Linked DNA regions of Pan troglodytes: region 1 is linked to region 2. The links are chromatin contacts, called in public HiChIP or PLAC-seq maps. All regions are on one chromosome and are shown on one strand. Each heading gives the region's core, a stretch centred on a gene start, on an enhancer-like site or on the middle of the called end of the contact. The rest is flanking DNA. Distances are from core to core; before and after follow the strand shown.

Evidence for each region. HiChIP or PLAC-seq counts read pairs in DNA pulled down with a chosen protein or histone mark.
Region 1: an H3K4me3 HiChIP or PLAC-seq map of stem cell-derived excitatory neurons shows a contact between it and region 2, with 4 times the contacts expected there. The contact joins the promoter of ZNF669 here to the promoter of ZNF496 in region 2. A contact is called at or near these places in 1 of 7 Hi-C or Micro-C datasets (stem cell-derived neural progenitor cells) and 1 of 1 datasets of contacts at active chromatin or transcription factors (stem cell-derived excitatory neurons).

Annotation. Positions count from the first base shown.
Region 1 is chr1:2,004,370-2,008,622 of NHGRI_mPanTro3-v2.0_pri, reverse strand. It overlaps ZNF669 (zinc finger protein 669), which reads right to left and starts at 1,857. Exons shown (of 4, transcript XM_514322.9): 1 at 1,401-1,857. The coding sequence starts at 1,661. It overlaps LOC134809846 (endogenous retrovirus group K member 19 Env polyprotein-like), which reads left to right and starts at 3,004. Exons shown (of 3, transcript XM_063809299.1): 1 at 3,004-3,074; 2 at 3,537-3,615. The coding sequence starts at 3,544.
Region 2 is chr1:1,782,217-1,786,319 of NHGRI_mPanTro3-v2.0_pri, reverse strand. ZNF496 (zinc finger protein 496) reads right to left here and starts at 2,645. Exons shown (of 10, transcript XM_016942245.4): 1 at 2,507-2,645; 2 at 1,034-1,149; 3 at 272-698. The coding sequence starts at 661.

The DNA.
Region 1 (4,253 bases), core at 608-3,107, 220 kb before region 2:
TTGAAAGGGATTCCACCAACCTAAGTAATAAGAATGACTCACTGCATCTAAATGGTTTATGCAATATATTTGCCAAAACTTTTTCTGCTAAAGGTCTATTATTTTGTGTCACTGCAGTGGTGCTTAGGGAACCAGACACCAAAACACAGTCTGAACACTAAGTGTTTAATGAGTTTCCCTGGTGGACAAAATTTTATATGTGCTGTCACTTGTTAATTGGGGAGTTGAGCCCATTCCATGTGATTACACCAAGAGAGAATAGGCTTATTAAATTTAATTGAGTAGTAAATAAAACCAATAATTGATATTTAACAATACTAATACAATTTTTAAATTTCTATTGCACAATGTCAAGGCAGAATGGAATAAGAGGAAATATGGCACATGTTTTTTAAAATGACATTAATGTCACCACTTCCAGATGCTATTCCTGTGAAATCACACAAATTCCCAAATCAGGCTTTTTTAGGCAAGAAAAACTACTTTTTCATACCTAGTAAAAATGACAAATGTCTAATGATTTTTAGTCATCTAAAAAAAGAGTTATGTCTTGCCTAACATACTTTTAAGATTTTCAACCAAAAATATTCAGGACAGCACAGTATTAGCAGAGAGATGAGCAAGCAGACCAAGGGCTGAGGACACAACACCCTGTAAAGTTTTCACAGGGGGACATCAACCTAAAGACATTTTGGTAATATGCACACTTAGGAAAGATGAAGAGAGGCACAAAGATTTTTTTACAGTAGAGTGTCAGATGGTTTATTCTCCGCTTTCCTCTCATGTAAAATGTTTGTAAACAGAAAAGCATTTTGGCCGAGCGCAGTGGCTCACGCCTGTAATCTCAGCGCTTTAGGAGGCCGAGACGGGCGGATCACTTAAGGTCAGCAGTTCGAGACCAACCTAGCCAACATGGCGAAACCCTGTCTCTACTAAAAATACAAAAATTAGCTGGGCGTGGTGGCGGGCGCCTGTAATCCCAACTACTCGGGAGGCTGAGGCAGGAGAATCGCTTGAACCCGGGAGTCAGAGGTTGCAACGAGTGAGACTGCATCATTGCACTCCAGCCTAGCGACAGGGCGAGATTCCGTCTCAAAAAAAAAAAAAAAAAAAAAAAAAAAGAATATGGTTTGCTTCCTCATTAACCTTATCAAAGCCTCTCATTTACGCCCCTTCTGTGGACCCCAAACCACAAACCATGACTGCGGTACCTGGTTTATGAATCGCCGTTTGCTCAAACACACCGTTTAACGTTTTAACAAAGCCTCGGGTTAATTTTAGGGGAAGAAAGGTGGGACTGGAAGCCCCACGAACCACAGCTCCTCCCATGCTGGAACCCCGCACACCGAGACACCGAGTCGGGGCTCTCCCGCATCACCCTCCCGTGGTCACCACACTACCTGGGTCGGGGAGGCGCGGGGTTCCCGACAGGGCTCCGGCCGGCGGAAGTGGCGCCCGCAGGTACAGACAGGATGCAGGGGTTCCGCTGCCCGCCCCGCCCGGCCCGGCCCTGAACAGAAGAGGACTGAGCCCCGGCTACGCCGCGGCGACTCGGTCCGCAGGTTCCGGAGCCGATGGCGTGGAGGCCCGAGTCGCGCCACAGCAGGTTTCAACCAGCCCTCTTCTCCACTTCGGGAAGCCAGGCGCAGTCCACTCACCATTCCTCGGCTTCCCGCGTGTCCTGGCGTCAGCTAGGGATGTCCCAATACTCGCAGGTCACAGGGTGGCAGAGGCTGCTGCAGAGCCACCTGGGCCTCCCAGAGCCAAGAACGAGCAGCGGAGACTAACAGGAAGAGCCGTCTCCGGCGAAGGAGAGACAAAGAACCCGCCAGGCAGATCCCGGAAGCCGCCCTCTCCTTTCCGGCGGCGCCCCTGATTGGATGGGGCTTCAGGCCCCGCCCCCTCAGGCCCTGAGTGACAGGAGATTGCGATCTCACGTGAGGCTGGATGAGGTCAGAATGACCGCTTTTGGCCTAGCGGTTTGTAGGCGGTGCGTCCTTCCTGCGCTGGGATCCGACCATGCAAGAAGGACATTCACATTTAACCTGTATACAAGTTATAGCTATTTGTGCCTTTTATATATATATATATAAAATTGGAAGCAATATAATGACAGTTCTGTAACTGCCCAGGGAGTTCACCTTGCCCGCTACCTAGACAGAGCCGATTTCTCAAGACAAGGGAATAGCAATAGAGAAAGAGTAATTCACGCAGTGTCCGCTGTGCGGGAGACCGGAGTTTTTTTATTTTATTTTATTTTTTTGAAACAGAATCTTGCTCTGTCTCCCAGGCTGGAGTGCAGGCTTGGAGTTTTATGATTATTCAAATCAGTCTCCCTGAGCATTTGGGGATAAGAGTATTTAGAAAGTTTATTTTGCCAAGGTTGGGGATGCATGTGCATGACACAGCCTCAGGATGTCCTGATGACATGTGCCCAAGGTGGTCAGAGCACAGCTTGGTTTTGTTGGAGAGAAATGCTCGGTGCCGCAAAGTGAAACCAGCACTCAAGCGAAAGTTTTCTCAGCAACGCAATTTACTTCTGCAGAAGCGTGCTGCTGCTCGCATCAATCACGATCGCAAGAGCACACTGAACAGAGGAAAGCAGGGGTTTTTATTCCTAACGCAGTCCTTACCTCTGGCATGGGCTGGGGTCAGACCGCACGATCTAAACTGACCCGGTTGGCTATTTGTGAATATTTTCCCAAATAAGGAAGGGGGAAGGGGGATGTGAGTTACAATGGTGGGACGTGCGGTTTCCAAGGGAGAAATGGGTGCAGAGCAGGTAACCAAGGGAACAGATGTGAGTTATTGATTAGAACTGACGGGAAGGTTGTTTACAGTAACTAAGGGCAAGGAGGCATGGAGAACAAGAAAGTTGAGTTCGAAAACAAAAAAACAAGAACGTTAACATGCCAAACCTTGGAAGAGAAACTGACTGTATGTGACAGCTTTATACATTTTAGGGAAACAGGAGACATCAATCAACATATGTAAGATGAACACTGGTTTGATCCGGGACAACCTGAAGCAAAAGCGGGTCAACTCGAAGCCAGGAGGGGGCTTCCAGGTCACAGGTAGGTGAGAGACAAACGGTTGCATTCTTTTGAGTTTCTGATTAGCCTTTCCAAAGGAGGCAATAAGATATGCATTCATCTCAGTGAGCAGGGGATGACTCTGAATAGAATGGGAGGCAGGTTTGCCCTAAGCAGTTCCCAGATTGACTTTCCCCTTTAGCTTAGTGATCTGGGGGGCTCAAAACATTTTCCTTTCCAATTTCCCCCTTTTCTTTTAAAAATATTTTGGAGAAAGCATTTTAGAAGAAAATCAGTCTCTGGTCCCAGGTTTTGTCCGATCTCTCATGGAGTAGCTGGGATTACAGGCACTGGACACCACGCCTGCCTAATATATATATATATATATATATATATATATATATATATATATATATATTGGTAGAAATGGGGTCTCCCTCGGTTGCCCAGGCTGGTCTCTGGTGCTCAACGCCGGGCTCCCCGTAATCTCTACAAATAATCCAGTGCAGGAATGCCAGAGAGTGGAAAGTGGAGGATGACCGACAAAGGACGCCCGAGTACGTTTTCACTTCAAGCTCTACAGGTAAGTAGGGCGCTCGGAAAACTCCAGGGTAACCTCCGGAAAATACGGGTCAGGCTGAGAGTAAGTTTGCTAATTACTGAAGCCTTGTCCGGCAGTTACTGCGCCGCGGAGGGGTAATTGTGAGTACCCAAAATCTCCCATCTTTGTTCTATCTGGTAAAAAAGTATTCTCTTTGGTTCCCGGAATATGGAACCATGAATGTAAAAGACTGGGACAAGGTCGGATCAGACTTAAAACGAGCACAACAAGAGGGCCACGATATTCCCTTCTTGCTTGGTCTGCGTGGTCTGCAATTAAAACAGCACTGGAGCCCTTCCACACTGAGGAGGAGGAGGAGGAGTTTCAGGATGACATAGAAAACTTTAATAATCAGGAGTCTAATTATCAGCAAAGTCAACCATCACAGTCTAGTTTTAAAAAGGGCGAGAAACGGGAAGGTATATATGCTAATCTCCAAAAACTTATAAAAGAAACAGTGCCACCTACTTCGCCTTTAGGGGAAGGTCTGGAATGGCCACCCCCGGCTCAGCCCTACGAATTTTTGGAACTGGAGCCTGAGACGCGGCTTGCCGCTCCCATTGTTGCAGGCCCCGCCAATAACTATGGCGAAGGGAAGCTTCAGGCTCGCCTAACAGCCA
Region 2 (4,103 bases), core at 1,396-3,895:
CCCTGGGCCTGGTGACCATCCACTCCACAGCTGACCAACAAAGGCTCTACTTAGGCCTTGGACTGGGCTGTAAAGGGGCACCACACTATCATGCCCAAATTAGAGCCTTCAGGGAGTAAAACTGGCTTTCTTAGGAAACTCTAGTCTGGGCCTAACCAAAGTACATGGCTCTCGATGGAACTCCTCATTCCCCAGCCAGCACACGCACGGCCCAGCCAAAGTGTCTAAGTACCAGATCTCTACCCGTCCCAGCCCCACCTCTTCTACTCACCCACTGCCAGGGTCTCCCGGGCTCCCGTTCCAGTGCCTCCACCGCGGCCACAGCCTGCTCTCCGCTCTCAGGCTCCTGCGCTCGCACCCAGCTCTGGATCTCCCGGGGCAGGATGGCCAGGAACTGCTCCAGCACCAGCAGCTCCAGAATCTGCTCCTTGGTGTGCCTCTCAGGCCGCAGCCAGCCCCCGCACAGGTCCCAGAGGCGCTGCAGGGCCTCCCGGGGTCCCGCCGCCTCCTGGTAGCGGAAACGGCGGAAGAGGCGCCGAGAGGACTCGGGGCTGGGAAGCTCCCCCTGGGGGCTAGGGTTCTCTCCAGGTGGGCTCCTCATTTTCCTGGGCTCCTCACTTTCCTTCGGAGCCAAGACTCGGGGGCACAGGGCTGTGGGCATGATGGGATTTGATGGGGGTCAGCAGCAGAAGACGACCCTATTTCCAAACAGAAATCACTGGCTTCAGTGTTCTGGTCTCCTGTGGTCATTTCTGGGGGACAGTGACAAGGAAACTGTCAATGCCCTCAGAGACCAGCCCTTTGGAGAAGCCCTGGGAAAGGTAGGGAGTGTTGGTGTGGCTGGTCTTTACACACAGGATGAAACAGACAGAAAGATGCCCTCCCCCCATCAGTACCATTACATGTGGATGACTGGATGAACAAGACAGGAAATCTGGGAGAAAGTGGTGGCATTTCAACGTGACACTGCTGTTTTGAGCATCCCAGGAAACCAACAGCGCCACATGCAGATGTAATCAAGACGCTCTGGTACCTTGAGTGGCTGGGTCCTCCTGGAGAGATCCGAGATGGGCAGGCCAAGCAGGCCACTATCTTGAAGCTCCGGAGCCGAAGTCACTGTTCCTGTTATTAAGACCTTTACAAATGGAGCTGGAATGACAAAGACATGCATCGGATGAGCCTTCAAGCACATCCAGGAATGGAAAATCCACCCTTCTGGTGGCAGAGGGCCGATGGTGCTGCGTGCTGGATGGACAACCCAGCCAGAATCAGCTTTGCCCAGCAGAGTCTGCAATGGGAGGCAAGGGAAAACATCACGTAAGACAGCTACATGCAGTCTCCCAGGGACAAATAACACCGCATCTAGAAGTATCAGTGGTTTCCTATGAGCCTTCTGCCAATTCTGCCCTGACCTTCAACCTCGCCTCCACCCTATTCTCTATCCTTGCCCTCTTCAAACCACATTGAAGGCAACTGCACACCCGCCAAAGCCCTTCCTCGGCCAGGACAGAAAAGTGGGTCCGTCACTGCACAGCTCAGCCCTCAAAGAACCCCTGGACACTGCAGCTGCCACACCCCCAAGGTGGGACTCAGGGGTCCCTACACCTCCCCGCTGGTGTGCAGACAACTAGCCGACACTTTTGCCACAACTAGGGTGGCAAAAGAGACCAGCAACCAGTATACCTGGCTGGTGTTCATGATTCCCACTTTAGAACGCTGGGCCCGTGAAAGGGCACATGGGGACACTCACAGTCCCCTTCTCTGCCATCAGGTCTCTGTGATCCTTAGGACCGGCAGTGCCTGCCACTCCCCCATCTGCACGAGGTTGTCCAGCGTGGCCGCGTCTTAACCTCCAACAGCTCACAAGGTGGGAAGGGGGACTCGGGCCTCACTCCCATTTCACAGAAAGACAAGTGATGCCAGAAAAGCTACGAAACAACTGAGTGGTTCCAGAAACACCCACTGCTCTGAATCTCTTTGCTTTCCAAAGTAACAACATACACAGAAACCCATATGGGGGCCGTGGAGGCGTCGGGCTGGACGCATTACAGCGCTCCCCACCACCGGATCGCTTCCAGGGCGGCTCCGGCATCTGGAGCCCGGGGTGGGCCCCGCCCGCCCTGCTCGGCGGCCCCCTGCGGCGCCCATCACACACCTGCAGCGCCCAGGACTACTCAGGTCCGCCCCCCCGGAGCACCGGCGCCCACCCGGGCTGCCACTCGGATCGTCTCCAACCAGACGGCCGCGTCCGTCTTTGTCACGGCGGCACCTGGCGCGTGGGAGGCTCGGAGGAGATGCCTGATGAATGAACTAACGTGAGTGAGGCGGAGGAGGGCCCCGCAGGGGCGGAGCGAGCTCCCAGCCTTTCGCGGAGGAGGGACCGAGCTGGATCGGCAGAAAGGGAAGGAGAAGGTCGCTGTGGGCCAGGGAAGGGGGAGCCCGCCCTCCGCGCCCTCGGTCTCCCTCACACGCGCGTCTCCCGTCTCGCCGGCTCCGGGCTCCTCACCTCACAGCCTGGAGCTCCCTCCCGGCGTCCGGCCGAAAACCCTCCTGTGGCGGCGGAAGTCCAGGGCAGCCGTCCTCATCCTCCCAGCCCGCCCGGCCGGGCGTACTCGCTGAGGCGGGGTCTCCGCAGGCGCCCGGCTCCTTTCCCGGCCCGTCCAGACCGCGTCTCCCGATCATCCGGAAAGCCACGGCTCGGCTCGGGGGCAAATGGAGGCGCCTGAAAAACAATGGTGTTGCTTTCTCCCCCGCCCGCACCTTCCTGAGCGCTGGGCTCTGGGCCGGGAGGCGGCGCCGCGGAGGCCGGGCGCGGGCCGAGGAGGGCGGGGCGGGGCCGGCCGCGGGAGCCGGGGTGCACTCACCGCCGCGGCGCGTCCCTGTTGGCGGGCGGCGCAGGCCTGGCCGCCGCGGGAGCCCGCCGGACGCCGAGGAAAGGAAAGGCCGGAGCCCTCCGGCTCCCTCCCCTGGGACACTTCCTGCTCCGCTCTAGGACTGGGGAGGTCTCCGCATCTCAGTGGTTCGCTCCCCCGCCCCCCGGCCGAGGTGTGCGCTGGGGGTGACATCCGACACCCCCGGCCCGCCCCGCTCCGCGCGCGCCTGGGCCTGGCCGCCGGGCCGGGGGCTTTGTGGGTCAGCCACGTCGCCGCGCCCGGGCCTCCCCGCGGGCCCGCCGGTCCGGAAGGTGGGCCCGGGGCTCTTTTCTCCGCTGTTCTCCTTCTCTGGCGCCCCCAGGACACGCGGCCAGTGGACGCCCGGAACGGCCGACCGGGAGTCGCGGCTGGGGATGGAGCGGAGAGAGGAGGCCCCGCGCGCCGTCGGCCGCCTCATTTCAGACTCCCCTGCGACCCCCCCCACGCCGCCAGCCGAAGGCCGGGCCGCCCAGCCCCTCCTGCCGCTGCGGGACGCCGAAGGTAGCGCTCACATCCGCGCCTTCCGGGCCTGGCGCCCACGTGCGCAGTCCCCGGGTTAGGAAAGGCCGCGCATCCGGAGGCCACGCAGAGCCTCGGGGCTTGCGCAGAGGGGCTGCGGTGAGTCCTGACCCTGAGTGGGGGTCACGGGGCTCGTTGCTCGCTGAAGTGAACACGGTTGCCGCTGTGCACAGTGGCGGAGGGAGAGGATGAGGGACTCTGACCCAAGGTTATGTGGCAGTGAGGGGCAAGCAGAAATGAGGGCCTCCGGACCCCACCCCGAGACAGGGCTGCTGGCCGCTGCACTATGCTGAATATAGCCCAAATTCTTACATGGGTCGTCCCCGGGGAATGCTCATTTTTCAGGCTCCAGAGCTTGAGAGAAAGTGCGAACCCGGTCCCTGAGCAGGTCTGATTCCCATGGCCCCTTCTCCATCTGCTCTGCACCGAAATTGGATTCTCCTACTTAGAGGAGAAGGTGGAGAAGATTCTCCGTCTTCCGGAGGGTAGCTACTGCCGGTAGCTCCGATTTCCTTCGGATCCCCTTTCAAGGGCAAGCAGAAGGAAATCAGTTTCTCCAAAGAAAGTGGCCCGGCTGAGTAAGTGGGAACAAGGTGGTTGGACTGAGGCACGGGATCCTTTAGCTCCGTTGCTCTTCTAATCCCGTGGCCCTGGGCACCGCCACTTCCTCCT